3 separate regions of the Sus scrofa genome follow, and regions 2 and 3 are each linked to region 1. Evidence: chromatin contacts called from public Hi-C and promoter capture Hi-C data. All regions are on one chromosome and are shown on one strand. Each heading gives the region's core, a stretch centred on a gene start, on an enhancer-like site or on the middle of the called end of the contact. The rest is flanking DNA. Distances are from core to core; before and after follow the strand shown.

Region 1 (4,544 bases), core at 1,174-3,673:
GGCCTGGGCAGAGGCAGTTGCAGAAAATTTTAAGAAGAGACAAATCTTGAGTTTGATCTGGAAAGATAAGGACCTTTCTGGAGGGCAGAGCTGTGCAGAAACAGCAGGGGGGCTGCAAGTCTCCCCTTCCATACAAGCCACCCCTCCCCCACAGGTGCTCTCCCAGCACCTTCTTTAAATGCAGAGTCATAGCACTAAGAATTGTCCATTGACCAGCCTCTCTTGGCCCAGCCCCCAGCCGTTAATCCATTTATCTTTCATTTCCATACTGCCAGGGCCTAGCTGAACTTCACCCCAAAGGGGCACCCCCATAATTGTCTAATTAATTTCAGAAATCTGTAGAAAAGCACCCTACTCTTCACAACCCTGGCCTAGGCTTCTAACCTAGAGAAATACTCAAAGGTCATGTGCAGAGATGTCCACTACAGCACCGCTTGCAGGGGGGAAAAAAATAGAAGCAACCAGAATGTCCACCCACAGGAAAAGAACAAACACACTGCGGTTCATCCATACTGTGCAGAGCTGAAACTAAGCAAGACAGATACTTATCCACCAATGTGAAACAATCTCCAAAATACATTGTTGGGTTGGGGGGGGGAAAGGTTGGAAAATACACACCATGTGATCTCATTTATGTAAAACGAATATTCTAAAACCACACACACAATAACCTAAAGATTTTCCTGGAGACATAAAAACGCATTAACATAAGAGATGTGTTACCACCACTGCATATACTGCTTTTCAAATCCGTGCCTCAAAATGTTAAGTTGAATGAAGACAGAAGTACATGAACAGAAAAAGACTGTAAAATGGATCTGCTTCTCCTGCTAATGTGCATCTTGCATAATTTAAATGAATTTAAAATAGATCTTGGAGTTCCCTAGGAACCATGAGGCTGCGTGTTGGATCCCTGGTTTCGCTCAGTGGGTTCAGGATCTGGCGGTGGTGTGGCTGTGGTGTAGGCTGGCAGCTGCATCTCCAATTCGACCCCTAGCCTGGGAACCTCCATATGCCACAGGTGCGGCCTTCAAAAGACAAAAGACAAAAAAAAAAAAAAAGTTCTTAAAAAAAACCCCAAAACACTGTTGCTGGACCTGGAAAGACCATAAAGGGGTCTATACACCAACTCTGAATAACTCTTCAGGGTAACTAATTTAATTGTATTGAGCAATTAGATATCTTACACAGCAGCCCAACCCTCACTTTACCTCTCCAGCACCAAAGTCCTTAACAGCAGACGAACAGAAAAGTGTTTTACGCTGTTCCTAAAAAGCAGTTAATGGTATGCCCTTCCTAAATGGTGTTCTAACAAACCACGCGCCCAGCCTTCCCCACGCACACCCAGGAGCGGCGAAAGGACCGCAGGTGGGCGTGGACGGTCCCCTAGGCCAGGCAGGTGTGCGCGCACAACGCCCGGAGAAAGAAACTCACTCTCTGACTGGCCTCTTCTCGATCTGTAATTTGGCTCTCCCGCTCAGGCTTCATCTCCTGGAGGAACTAATTTAATGTCTTCTGTGACGCGGCCCAGAGCCCAAGGTCACCTGGTCAGGGGAGGAAAGGTGCGGTGTTAAAACCCAGGGGGAAGAGGAGCGCGGCGAGGATGGCACCCTCGTGATTTGGATCTAAACCGAACCGACTCCTGTATTTCGGACCGGCAATCAGCAGCCCTAACCCCACCGGCTGATTCAAAGTTGCGCGCCACCGCATCCCTGGCCCTGAGGGGCGGCAGGGATGAGCACTAGAGCGGAGGGTTGCCCGGGGACCCTCACCCACACCCGGGCCTGCCTGTGTCCAAGTGTCCTCGGCAGAGCCGGGACCACGGCCGGGTGGCCCATCCCCTGTCCCAGGGCTCCGCTACCTCTCCGCCCGATGCGCTCCGGCCTCGGTCTTCAGCCTCTGGCGTGTGCCGTAGAGGAAAGAAAGGGCGAACTGCGTAGACCCGAGCCAGAGATGCAGATCCCAAGGTTCCCCCACCACCGGCGGGGAAGGTGCGGCGTGGCGAGGGCCGGTGCAGGGTCGGCTTTGCGCAGCTCCTTCTCGGGCTCTCCCCTGACTCCTGGGCGCAGCGGGTCCGAAACGCCGAGCAGCTGCGGGAGTGGACTCCGCACCTGGAAAATCGATCTGAGAAGCGGAAGAGCCTCCCATTGGTTTCCAACTGGCGGCGGGATCTGAACTGGGGGCGGGGGCGCCCGAACGGGGGCCTCCAGTGGGGGAGGGGGCCGGGGGCGGGAGTGCTGGCTGTCCATCACAGGCCACGCCCTCCCCATGCACAACTCTCCCTGTGGCTCCGCCTAAGGGGCGGGGCCTGGTGTGAGCCACGCCGAAAACTTGTCCACTCCCCGGGAGATTCTACTGGCTGAAAGGCCGTGGGAAGCTACTACCAGCAACCAATTGAAACGCACGATCGGCCCCGTGCGGGCGGGGGAGCACCGCAAGCTTCCTCAGGAGCCAATAGAGAAGAGGAACGAAGAAACGCTTCCGGAGTTCGGGGGTCGGTGGAAGATGGCGGCCGCCGAAAGGGGTTGGTGCTTATACGAGTTATTCAGGTGAGGAGCTGCTGGTTTGCGCTCACAGGCGTTTTCTGTATCTTACTGGTATTTGTCCTTTTGGTGCAACTCAAGTTTTCGGGGAAGAGTTTTTCTTGTCACGAATCTAGGCTGTTTTCTCAAGGCCAGCGAACGTTTCCTCTTCTTTTGTGGTGTTGTGGATAGACTCGAGCAGGCTGGGTTGAAAGCTCAATTTACCGCGCTTTCTTTTATTGCCCCACTGCTGGCTGAGGGCTCGATTCCCTCCCTCCACCACCACCACTCCTGCTTCAGCGTTTTCTTTCCCTTATCCACCCTCCCGTTAGTCCGTCCTAAATTATTCGTATGCATTCCTCATTTTCCTTTATGATTGAGCCACGAGTCGTTTTCCAATCAATCGTGCTGGTTTTGGTAAAGAAGAAACCAGATCTTCCTTCTCGTGTCCAGTCTCTCCTATTTCACTCACCAAAACTGTCGTTGTTAATATATGTCATTTAAATATCAAGCTTAAGGTGAAGAGTTCCCAGTTGTGGCTCAGAGGATTAAGGACCCGATGTTGTCTCTGTGAGGAGGTGGGTTCCATCCCTGACCTCGGTTAGGGATCCGGCCTCCAGCTCCGGTTGACCCCTGGCCCGGGAACTTCCATATGCTGCAAGAGCAGCGGTAAAAAGAAAAAATAAGTTTGTGTTGAATCCTCTTCTTGATTAGCCACTGAGAAACCTGAGGTAAGCAAAAACAGTATGGGATTCTTAGTGTTTTTTGAGAGTATAAAGGTATCCTGAGGTCAAATGATCAAGTAATGTACGGTTCACAATAGGAAATCCCATGTGAGAAAGAAGTTTATTTCAAAACTAAATATCAGTAAAATATTTATTCCTCTCTAGAGTTTGCATGTTTTCTACATGGACAATGAAAACTATGTAACTACACAAAATATATTTGCTTTGGTCACTAAGCAGCCCTAACCCAGTCTACTGTTCACTGTATGTACAAATTTGGAACCTGCATATCTGTACCCTCCACCCCCTTCCCCTCTTCATCCTTCAACATACTTTCCCTAGTCTTGACCTTTCACTATTTGTTTCAGCATTTTATTGCTTTTATGTCTTATAAGGTCCCTCAAATCTTTATGAAGAGTAGGCAGTGTATTAAAAAAAACTGTTAGGGACCACCTATATTAGCCAACCCAATGAGAAAACCGTATCTTTAGCAAATAATACAATTTAAGAGACATCTGAGGAGGTAATAAAATTTGTATTCGGTCAACAAATATTTACTGGCTCCCTCCCCGGCCAGGTATGATGCTAAGAGTTGGGATATGGTGGTGAACAGGGCTGGGTTCTTGCCTTTGCAGAGCTTCAGTGGACCTGGCAGTAATAGAGAACCTTGCAGCAGTGACTGTGGGAGTGAATCTGTCTACATGCAGGAAGTAGAACAGTAGTGGGTTTGGGGCATCTAATTGAGAGGCATATAGGGAAGGCATGTAAACAGATCAGATGCAGAACTCAGAGCAGAATTGGAAAAATCTAAATTCCCTTCCACTTACCTCAAAAACCGTCTTAGGGAATTCCCTGGTGGCCTAATGATTAGGACTTGTCGATTTCACCTCTGTGGCCTGGGTTCCATCCATGGTCTAGGAACTAAGATCCCACATCAAGCTGCTGCACACCACGGTCAAAAGAAAAACAAATTGTTCTACTTGAGGGGAAGCAAAAGCATAAAAATGCTTTAGGATCTTGCCAAACTTTTTGTTTGTTTGTTTTTGTCTTTTTTGCCTTTTCTGGGGCCGCTCCCTCGGCATATGGAGGTTCCCAGGCTAGGGGTCGAATGACGGCTGTAGCCATCAGCCTATGCCACAGCCACAGCCATGTGGGATCTGAGCCATGTCTGCAACCTACACCACAGCTCACGGCAACGCCGGATCCTTAACCCACTGAGCGAGGCCTGGGATGGAACCCACAATCTCATGGTGCCTAGTCCGATTTGTTAACCATGGCGCCACGACGGGAACTCTGC
Region 2 (4,544 bases), core at 1,495-3,994, 500 kb before region 1:
CTAATGGTCTCAGCCAGTTATTGCATCCCAATGAAAACTGTTTTACTTTTCAGAACCTCATTATACAGTATGGTTAAATTAAACTCTGATACAACAAATAGAATAATTTCCTCTAACATTTTAAGACCACTCATCAACTAGTGTCTGTAAGTCATTGCACAAGCGCCTGTGGGTAGACTATCAGAGTCACTGAGTGTGGTGAGGCAGGATGTTTTCCCTGTTGTTTCCTGAGTGAACTTCGAGGGATTAACACTAAATTCATGTCTAACTTTATAGCAAAGAATTCAGGCTCAAACCCTGAATACAACACATTTTAAGAAAAGGAAAAAAAAGTGAGGGCTATAAAACCATAAGGTGTAATCAGTTTCACTTTTGTATAATGTACATATTGTATTTTAATCTGAAATGTTTTAGAGTTGTATTTCATGTTTTATACTTTTTGGACTGGATTGCTTTTCCAACCAAAAAAAATCTTTTAAAAATCAACTGTTTTTCCACCTTAATATACAACCTACCTGCCCATAGTTGTCTATGCCAGTTACTAATCTATTTAAATTTAATAAATCAAAAGCTGTCCTTAGGGATTGGCCAAGAGTCGTAAGTCCTTCAGCCTGAAGGTTTTTCAGTTCATTCATAAACGTTGCATGGTTTTCTTTCCATCCGGCCTGAAAAGAAAAATGTAAGAATTTTTTTTTCCCATCTTTTAAGCCCTGTATACATGGACGGCCGTTACAATCTGCCGTTCACCAAGTAGCTGCTCCACTGTACTGTATGGTTTTGGGTAACGTGTCAATACCGTATCAGTGCCGAGGAAAGTCTCTTCCAAAGGTGGCCAAGAATAAACCTGCTGGCTCTACAGCTTTCCCTCGCTACCAGTCTTCATAGTTTGTAACTTCCCCAGGAAATGTACTCCCCAACCTAATACCCAATACTCGGGGAAGCGAAGGTACTGGTGGAAAGCAAAAGTGAGCGGGACTTCTGAAGTTCCCCTAGAGCTGTCCCACCCGCCCGAGGCCCTCTCGGGGAGAATCCGGACACCCGGTCCCGCAGCCCCCCGCCCCCGCCCCGCCGGCCCGCCCGAGCCTCGGGCCGATTCCCCTTTAATGCAAACCCGGGCTCGGCGCTGCCGGGCCCGGCTGTCACTCGGGCTAACTTGAATAAATATCCCCCACAGTTCATTGCTGCCGCTCACGCCGCGGAGGGGAAATGTCGGCCATGTTGATCGCAGCGCCGCCGCCGCCGCCGCCGCCGCCGCCGCTGGGTCGGGCTGGGGAGGGGACGGCGGTGGCCCGGCGACTCCGCGCCGCGCCAGGACGCTCCGGAGCGGGGGAGGGGGTGGGAGCCCGCAGGGGAAAGGACCTCAGCGCCTGGAGCACAGCGGGTGGGGGAGGGGAGCATAATGAAGGGTGAATGGGGGGGCGGGGAGGGCGAGAGAGGAAGGAACAGGGAAGGGAAGGGGGAGGGCGAGGGCTGTTACCTTGATAGCATAGGGCGGCTCTTCGAAAGTGACCAGCATATACCTGTCTCCTCTGCTGGCAGGGTCCCGGGCACGGAGCTGCGGGAGAGCGGGTGGGGGACGGGAGGTGGAACAGGGCGGGCGAGAGAGAAGCACAGAGGCGAGGTTACCAGGCGGAGAAGGGGAGCCAGCGGCCCCGCCGCCCCCCACAGTACCGCACACGCCGCGGCCACCCCTCCACGCCGCCCTACACACACAGATCGGCCCCCACACACCGCCCGGGGCCGGAGCCCGGGCCCGGGCCGAGCCCGGCTCGCAGCGCCTGCCCGCCCGCCCGCGCGGTGGGGGAGGGGGTCCCCGAGCCCGGCAGCTCCCGCAGTCAGGTCCCCGACACCTCCGCCTCGCCGCCCCCGGCCGCCCTCCCCCACCCCTGCCGCCCGCGGGCCGCCGGGCCGGGGTCGCCGCCCGGGCTCGGTCAGTCGGTACCTTCATGAAGGTCTCTACCGCGCCTTTGGCCGTGTCCAGGTAGGTGGTGCCCAGATGGCTGCGCTGGTTCATAGAGGCAGACGTGTCTATCAGGAACAGTAAGATGGGCATAGTGCTGGCCGGGGACACCGGGGCCCGAGGTGGTGGAGAAAGAGATGATAGAGGTGGAGGCGCCGGTGGCGGCGGCGGCGACCGCCGCTACGCGGGGCGGGGGAGCGCGGCCCCCGGGAGGAAAACACCGTCTGGGTCTTTCCTCCGGCTGCGGGGAGTTTCTCCCCCGATAGTTGAGAGGAAACTCCCCAGACCCAGTCCTCCCCTTCGTACCCCCGCCTCCGCCTCCTCCTGCCTGCCTGCCCGCAGGGGCGGGCGCCCGGCCGTCTGTCTGTCGGTGCGTCCCCCCCGCCTCGGGGGTCCCGTCCCCGCTCCCGGCCCCTGTGTGTGTCCCAGCGGGAGACGGGCCTGGCTCCCTACCCCACCCCCGGTGCAGGGAGTGGGGACCTGGGAGCTGGCGACGAGGGGAGTGGGCTGAGGGGAGATTGGCCCTGGGGCTGTTGGGAGAAGTTTCAGGGACTCCCTCCGCACCCCGGCGGTGTCACCACTTTCTCAGCCCCTCTCGCTACTGAAGCGCTTTTCTCTCTCACACTCCGGTTTTAACTCGGGCAGGGGCTGCAGAAGCTCCGCCTTCTGACACGTCCTCGAGCCACGTGATGCACCGCCCCACTGTTCTATTGGCTGGTCCCTAGCTTCTTATTAGCATATTCAAACAGCCCAGGGGCGGGGGAAGCTTGGAGGCCGGCTCCGGGAACAGTTACGGAGCACGCGCGGAGGCGGGGCGTCGGGTGCGCGCGAGAGCGAGCGCGAGAGGCGAGCAGGAGGGCCGGTGACGCGGAGGCGGGCTCCGGGAAGGGGCGGGGATGGACCGCGGAAGGACCGCGGGATCAGGGCGGGGGCCGCGTCAGCGCGCTCTAGGCGGCTGCCGCTGTGCGTCTGCGCATCAGGGCTGGCGGCCTCTCCTTGGCTGTTGGAGGTGATAGGGGTCGGGGAAAGGGAGATGGAGACTGGTCTGAGCGCCCATCTGGAGGTCGCTGTAGCGAGCCCCTTCCCGGGTGCGCGAATGAGGAGGGGATGAGTAAAGCAATCAAACGCCTGGTTAGGAGTCGGGAGCAGGCCCGCGGTCGTCGGAGGAGGTTCCATGGGCCTCGGAGGGCCGGCCCCAGCGCGGGCGGGCCCGGGGCGGGGGAGGGGAAGTGAGAGGTTGTTTATGACCAGGGACTAATCTCCTTCGCAAGTCACACCGCTCCCACTGGGGAGTGGGGACGTGGGGCCAGCTTCGCCCCCAGTGTCGCTTGGCCTTGGGCAGTTATCGAGGGTGGGGGCCGGACCTGGCCAGGAGCCCTCTTGTAGAAGGACCCACCAAAAAGGGAACAACCCGTTTTTTCTTAACTCAGCCCTAAAAAGGGCAGGCGGTAGGAAGACTCAAATATCGATACAGAGTTTATTGCCCTTTTTATACTCGGGGAAAAATAAACCGTCCTGCCCAAAGAAATAACCTCTCTCAAGCCATTTTTACTTAGGGCCATCTAAAAGAGACCTTAGTAAACCATAATCCATTACTTATTTTTAAATGAACTGACTTCAGCTTGCCTAGGTGACACACAGAGTGGATTCCTCCAGTGCTCTTTGCTTTCACTATGTGCTATCTCAGACTCATCTAAATACTACATGAGAGAAGACTTTTCTCTGTAAAAACCAGCCCCTGTTAGCATTCCTGATGACTTAATGAATCCTCGCCAAAGTGTCCGAGGAAGTTTCCTCAAATATACTTGTTGAAAACTTGAGGACATTCAATAAAAGTTGAATTAGGGACATATGATCTTTATAATACCATGTAGAAATTAAGAAGGCCTCTCCTACTAACCTTGCATTTTGATTTTTTTGTTTATCCTGAAATTTTAATTATTTACCTACTAGTCATTCAAAAAAATTGTTCCTGTTACTATGAACACAGAGCAGACATATTTTGTGGCACTTTTAAAATTTTTGAATTTTATAACTTGGACTTTCCCTAATATTTAAGACAACTTCTGAACTTTTTAAAATTTATAGTAGAGCTATTTCCGTAATATAGTAGGGTTTGTTCTGTGCATGTGTACCACAGAAGAGTGAAACCTTTTTAAGAGATTTGGACTATGAAATAAGATGGAATACAGACCTTATATCCAATATTTGCTAAGGACTGGTGGAGTTAAAAAATGATTAAAGTATTGTTCCTGCCTTCAAAGAGCTTATGGTTTTTCTAGAAAAAAAATATTGCCTACATGTTATTAGCTACTCCAGGGCAGAAAGTGATTAGATACTAAATAATTCAGAAAAGAGGAAATTTTATTTCCCTGGAGTAATGAAAGAACATTTTCCAGGGTCAGTGTGTTTAAGTGGTGCCTTACAGAAGTGTTTCTCAAACTGGGATCCTAGACCTGGAGATAACAATTAGAGTTCTTTGATACCTAAAATTTTAGTTTTCACTTTAATGACAACGTACAAATTGTTTTATTATTTATAAAGAAAAATACTCTTAAAAGTGATAGTTTGCAGCATTCCCTCA
Region 3 (4,544 bases), core at 705-3,204, 400 kb before region 1:
AAGCCAGGGCTTGGAAAGCACTGAACAGAAGAGATGAGGTTGGAGAGGCATTTTATCCCAAGTGCAATGGTACGCCATGGATGCATTTTAAGCAGAGAGCAACTGATCTGGTTTTTATTGTTAAAACAAAATCCCTCCGGCTGCTGTGATAAAAACGGATTGTATACGGGTTCAAGAGAAGAAACAGAGAAAGCACTTAGGCTACCGTGGTAGTAGAGGCCAGAGATTATGACGACTTGAACTGGGGCTGATGATATAAGTGGGAAAGTTCAAAACATACTTTGGAGGTGGAGCTGATAGGACTGGTTAATGGTTTGGACAGGAATTGTGAAGAAAAGAGAAGAATCAGGGATGACTCCCAGGAACTTAGGTTTGAACAACTGGGTGAATGATGCAGTAGATTTAAAGATACTGTTTGGGAATGTCTGGAACACCTATTCATGCTTACGTGACAAAGCGGAGTAGTATGAGATATATGAGTCTGGTGTTTGGAAATATGGTCAGGGGAGAGATAATATGGGAGTCAGGAGCATATGGATGGTATTTAAAACCACTGTGGGAGGCTGAAGAATGTCCCCCCAAATATGTCCATGTCCTAATTCCTGGCAGCTATTATGTATGAAGGCACTTCAAATCTGTTATTCGTGTTATTATACTCCACTTACTGGACAGGGAGCTGGAGGCTCAGAGAAATGGAATACCTTGTTCTAGGTTGCAAAGCTGGAAAATACCTCAATCTCCCTTTCAAGGGCCTTACAGAATGTCTATGGAGACAGGAAGTGGTAAAGAACTGTGCTCTGTGCTTTGAGACAGGCCCTTTGCAGTCTACCCCCTTGGCTGCCAAAAACCTGCCTAATAAAATGCATTTCTGCAAGGCCTGTCTCATTCTTTGTCCAGCTCTGGCATATTATTTTCCTCACCTCCACTGCCTTTGCCAGCCCAATCACACCACACAGACTATGACTGCTCCTCAGCTGGTTGTTAACTCTGGGAGGGCGAGTGGGATTATCACACAGTCAAGGACCCCATATGCCAGGCCCTCTGCCAGGCACCTAACATTCATTCAATAACCACAGTAACCCCACCCATTGTCTCTGGAGCAAGCAAGAAAGGCTGGATTACCGAGCAACGGGAGGAAGTCAGAACCAGCATTGGGCGGGCCTGAGTTCATGTTTGGGGGTGCTATAGCCCTACCATGAAGCTATGGTAAACCTGGACTAGTAACTTCGTCATCTAAGAAAACGTTGAGGTTGCCACTACAGATCATCTCTAAGCTCCCTCAGTGTGAGATTTTCTTCTTTCCCCACTTCCGGCGCTCCACTATCGGGGGCAGTGGTAGGGGCGTAGCGATCATCTGCCCCGCTGAAGGCTGCCCTTCAGTTCCTTGTCTTAGAGGCCAGTCCTGGCCGTGACTTGGTCAATAGCCAGGGAGCCAGCTGGGCTCCCCAGGCCAGGAGCAGTGACAAGTGGGCGATTCCAGAACAAGGAAGAAAAGGCTCGTAACCACTACAACGCCCAGGAATCCAACTCTGTGGCCCTGGGCTGGGGCATACCGAGAGCTGTAAACCCCGCTTCGTTAAGGCCGCGCAGGAGAGGTAACTCGTACGCATGCCTAGTTACGTCCCAACCAGCTCAGCTCCTTTCCTTCCTGCAGGCTTCTTCTCTTTCCGGCCTCGCCCAGGCGCGCTTTTCCCCGCCCCACCCCCGCCCCCTTTTCAGGGATTTCGAAGTGGGCGGACCCACTGGCAAGCGCGTTCACGGGAGATTAAAGAGGGAGGGGACTGGGTGTGGGTGTGGAAGGTGGCGAGGAGGCCGCAGAGCACGGAAAGCGCATGCGTCCTGGAGGCGGTGCCGCAAGGCTTCGAGAAGGGCGGAGGGGAGGAGCGGAAATGGGCTGGTGGGTTGACGCACGCGCACTGGGCCGCTAGCGCCCCGCCTCCCTTTTCAGTTTCTCCTCCTCCTCCACCACCACCCTTCCGGAAGTGTAGCCGCCCTCGCGCCCACCAGCGGCCACCTCCTGAGCAGGCCCCGCCCCTAAGGCCCGCCCCCCAAATCTCCGCCCCCTCCGCCAGTGGTGGCGCCGGGTTGCAGCGCCGGTCGTGGCGGTTTCGGTGCCCGAAGCCGGGAGCGCGGAGTCGTTCCCGGGAGCGGCGGCCAGGCTATGATCGTGGGTCCCCGGCGTCCCGCTCCGGCTACCCAGAGTCGGTGTCTCACCCTGTGTCCGTACCCGAGCGTTCTCTTCAGCCCAGTCCCGCGGCGCGGTTGGCGGCGGCGCCCACGGCGCGCCCCCTCCTCCGATGGCGGCAGAGATTCAGCCCAAGCCGCTGACCCGCAAGCCGATCCTGCTGCAGCGGGTCGAGGGGTCCCAGGAGGTGGTGAATATGGCCGTGATCGTGCCCAAGGAGGAGGGCGTCATCAGCGTCTCAGAGGACAGGTACGAACCTCTGTCTCTTGGTCGAGAGGAGGGGCGGGACGGGCCGGCCGACCCGAGCCCGCTTCGAGGGCTGTGCCTCCACGTCGGCGCGAGTGTAGAGCGCTCTCCCAAGTTTTTATTATAATATGCATCCTGGTGGTGCCGGTGTCCATCGGCGTCTCGCCGCCGCTGCGCGGCTCGCGGTAGCGGAGCCCGGACAGCGGCGTGTTGTCTGGCCTTGCCGGGGCCGAGTGGCGCCTGCCCGGGCCAGGGCGGCCCTTGGACTAACGGTGCTCTGGCCACTGGACCTTGGTCCAGCCCTGAGGATGGGAGAGGGAGGAGCTGCCCGGTCCTGCAGGTGTGTGCGTGGGGAGGATGCTCCGAGCAGCTTCTGCGAGATAAGGGTTTTTGAGAACTCTGGTGCAGTTCTTAAGGCTCTAGAGTGAGGAAAGCAAGCGCCACTCCCTTCTGCCAGACATCTTACACTGAATTCAATGAATGCTGTAAGTTCTGAAGAGTATTTGGGCTTCCGCCCAAAGGGAGAGGTACCTTTTCTGCTTTGTCCTCCCTTATCTCTTCAAGCTCAAGGGGAAGCTCCTAGAACTTTCAGGGAACCACTGCTGCAAATAGCTTTCGAGTTCCTTCCCTTTGCTTGCTTCCTTTCATTTGCCTAATTTTGCTTAATTTGCAGAAGTGGAGCCAGTTGTTCTGCCTTTAGTATTCTCCCTTGTTTTTCAGACTGCGTTTTTGCTTTAACTTAATGTCCTTTAATAATGCAGATATTACACAGATGAAGCTAGTTTCCAGAGGAATGATGCTGGAATATAGTAGTTAAGGTTCTGATCTGGAATTGTTGCTTTGATAATATCAACTAGCATTCTAAAAAAATTCTAAAATTCTGAATTCTAAAATCTAAATTCTAAAAAATGTCACATTGTAGAGGTATATGACAAGGGGCTTTAACCTTAAAATAGTAGTTAGGCTTTCTTAATGTAAGTTTGATTTATACTGAGGTAGAAAATATTTTTTTTTAGTGACTTGTAAAATTGCAGGCAGAGGTAAAGCGACAAAGTGTTCATTATTGTCTTTATAATTTCATCAGTTTGCATACAGATGTGCAGAATGTGCCTGATAGGTCTGCTCATATCATAGGTTCATCAGTATAACTAGGATGAATATATTAATAATATTTTTGTCTACCTCACCCTTCATACAAATGGCCAAATGGTGCCTGATTCACTTCTTATGCAGATCCAGTGGAAAGCATTGTAAACATACACCACTGGCAAGCAGTCTGCCAAGGACTAGAAATTCACCGATGCGGTGGAATACATGGATGTAGACACCCTTTGAAATTCACAGAGAAGGCTCCTGAGTGTTGAATTTTTCCATGGAGACAAAATTCTACTTAAAGAGGTTGCTTCTGGACCTACTAGAAAGTCTTTGTCACAGAATTGTGTGTGTGTGTGTTTAAAGAGTGTATTGATAGATATCACTGTTCCTGTAACTAGTAGAGATGAAACTGCTCAACCTAACTGCTATAGGAAATTCATAAGTAAGTTTGTTAAATTAAGTACGAGAGGAAGCAAAGTAGGTAAACCTAAGCTCTTTTAAGACTACTTTAGAAACTTTCTGCTTTGGTTGATGGTTTGGGGGTAGAGATTAGTTTTCACATATATTTTTAAAGAGTTCAGAGGGATTTTGGAAGTTATTTGCTGTAACAGCTTCGTTTTATGGATGAGAAATTTAGGTCAGGGAATTTACCTGCCCAAGTTTGTGTAGCTGGTGGTGTGGTCCAGGCCTCGCTCCTAAGTCTTCTACTTCCCAATTCACTGTGTTTATCCTGAAAAACAGCTTTGGTGGAGCTCATTTCAGAGTATTTGGAGAAGCTGCAGTAGCATATATGAAAGAAACTGAGAGATGTTTCATTTGATTATAGGACAAAAGAAATGCAATGTTTAGCTATATATTATGCTTAATTTTCACTTTCCTAGTTTTCAATGTAAGTAATAGAAAACATTTTATTGTGCAGTTACTGTTAAATAAGTCCAGGATTATTCTTTATGTATACTTTATTATTACTCAAGTCAACACGTCTGTCTGTGTAGGTCATACATACAGTCACACATGA

What was found. Promoter capture Hi-C pulls out the DNA fragments that hold promoters and counts their contacts. Hi-C and Micro-C count contacts between places; a contact is called where the count stands out from the background.
Region 2: a promoter capture Hi-C map of fetal liver shows a contact between it and region 1, with 3 times the contacts expected there. The contact joins the promoter of INTS6 here to the promoter of ALG11 in region 1. A contact is called at or near these places in 2 of 5 promoter capture datasets (fetal liver and liver), 3 of 47 Hi-C or Micro-C datasets (heart right ventricle and skeletal muscle) and 1 of 2 datasets of contacts at active chromatin or transcription factors (skeletal muscle).
Region 3: a contact with region 1 is called in a Hi-C map of liver, with 5 times the contacts expected there. The contact joins the promoter of WDFY2 here to the promoter of ALG11 in region 1. A contact is called at or near these places in 1 of 5 promoter capture datasets (fetal liver) and 2 of 47 Hi-C or Micro-C datasets (heart right ventricle and liver).

What each region holds. Positions count from the first base shown.
Region 1 is chr11:15,874,331-15,878,874 of Sscrofa11.1, reverse strand. It overlaps ALG11 (GDP-Man:Man(3)GlcNAc(2)-PP-Dol alpha-1,2-mannosyltransferase), which reads left to right and starts at 2,423. Exons shown (of 5, transcript XM_005668385.3): 1 at 2,423-2,549. The coding sequence starts at 2,506.
Region 2 is chr11:16,373,476-16,378,019 of Sscrofa11.1, reverse strand. It overlaps INTS6 (integrator complex subunit 6), which reads right to left and starts at 2,744. Exons shown (of 19, transcript XM_021065287.1): 1 at 1,943-2,744; 2 at 1,478-1,555; 3 at 516-665. The coding sequence starts at 2,053.
Region 3 is chr11:16,269,923-16,274,466 of Sscrofa11.1, reverse strand. WDFY2 (WD repeat and FYVE domain-containing protein 2) reads left to right here and starts at 1,954. Exons shown (of 12, transcript XM_021065301.1): 1 at 1,954-2,434. The coding sequence starts at 2,298.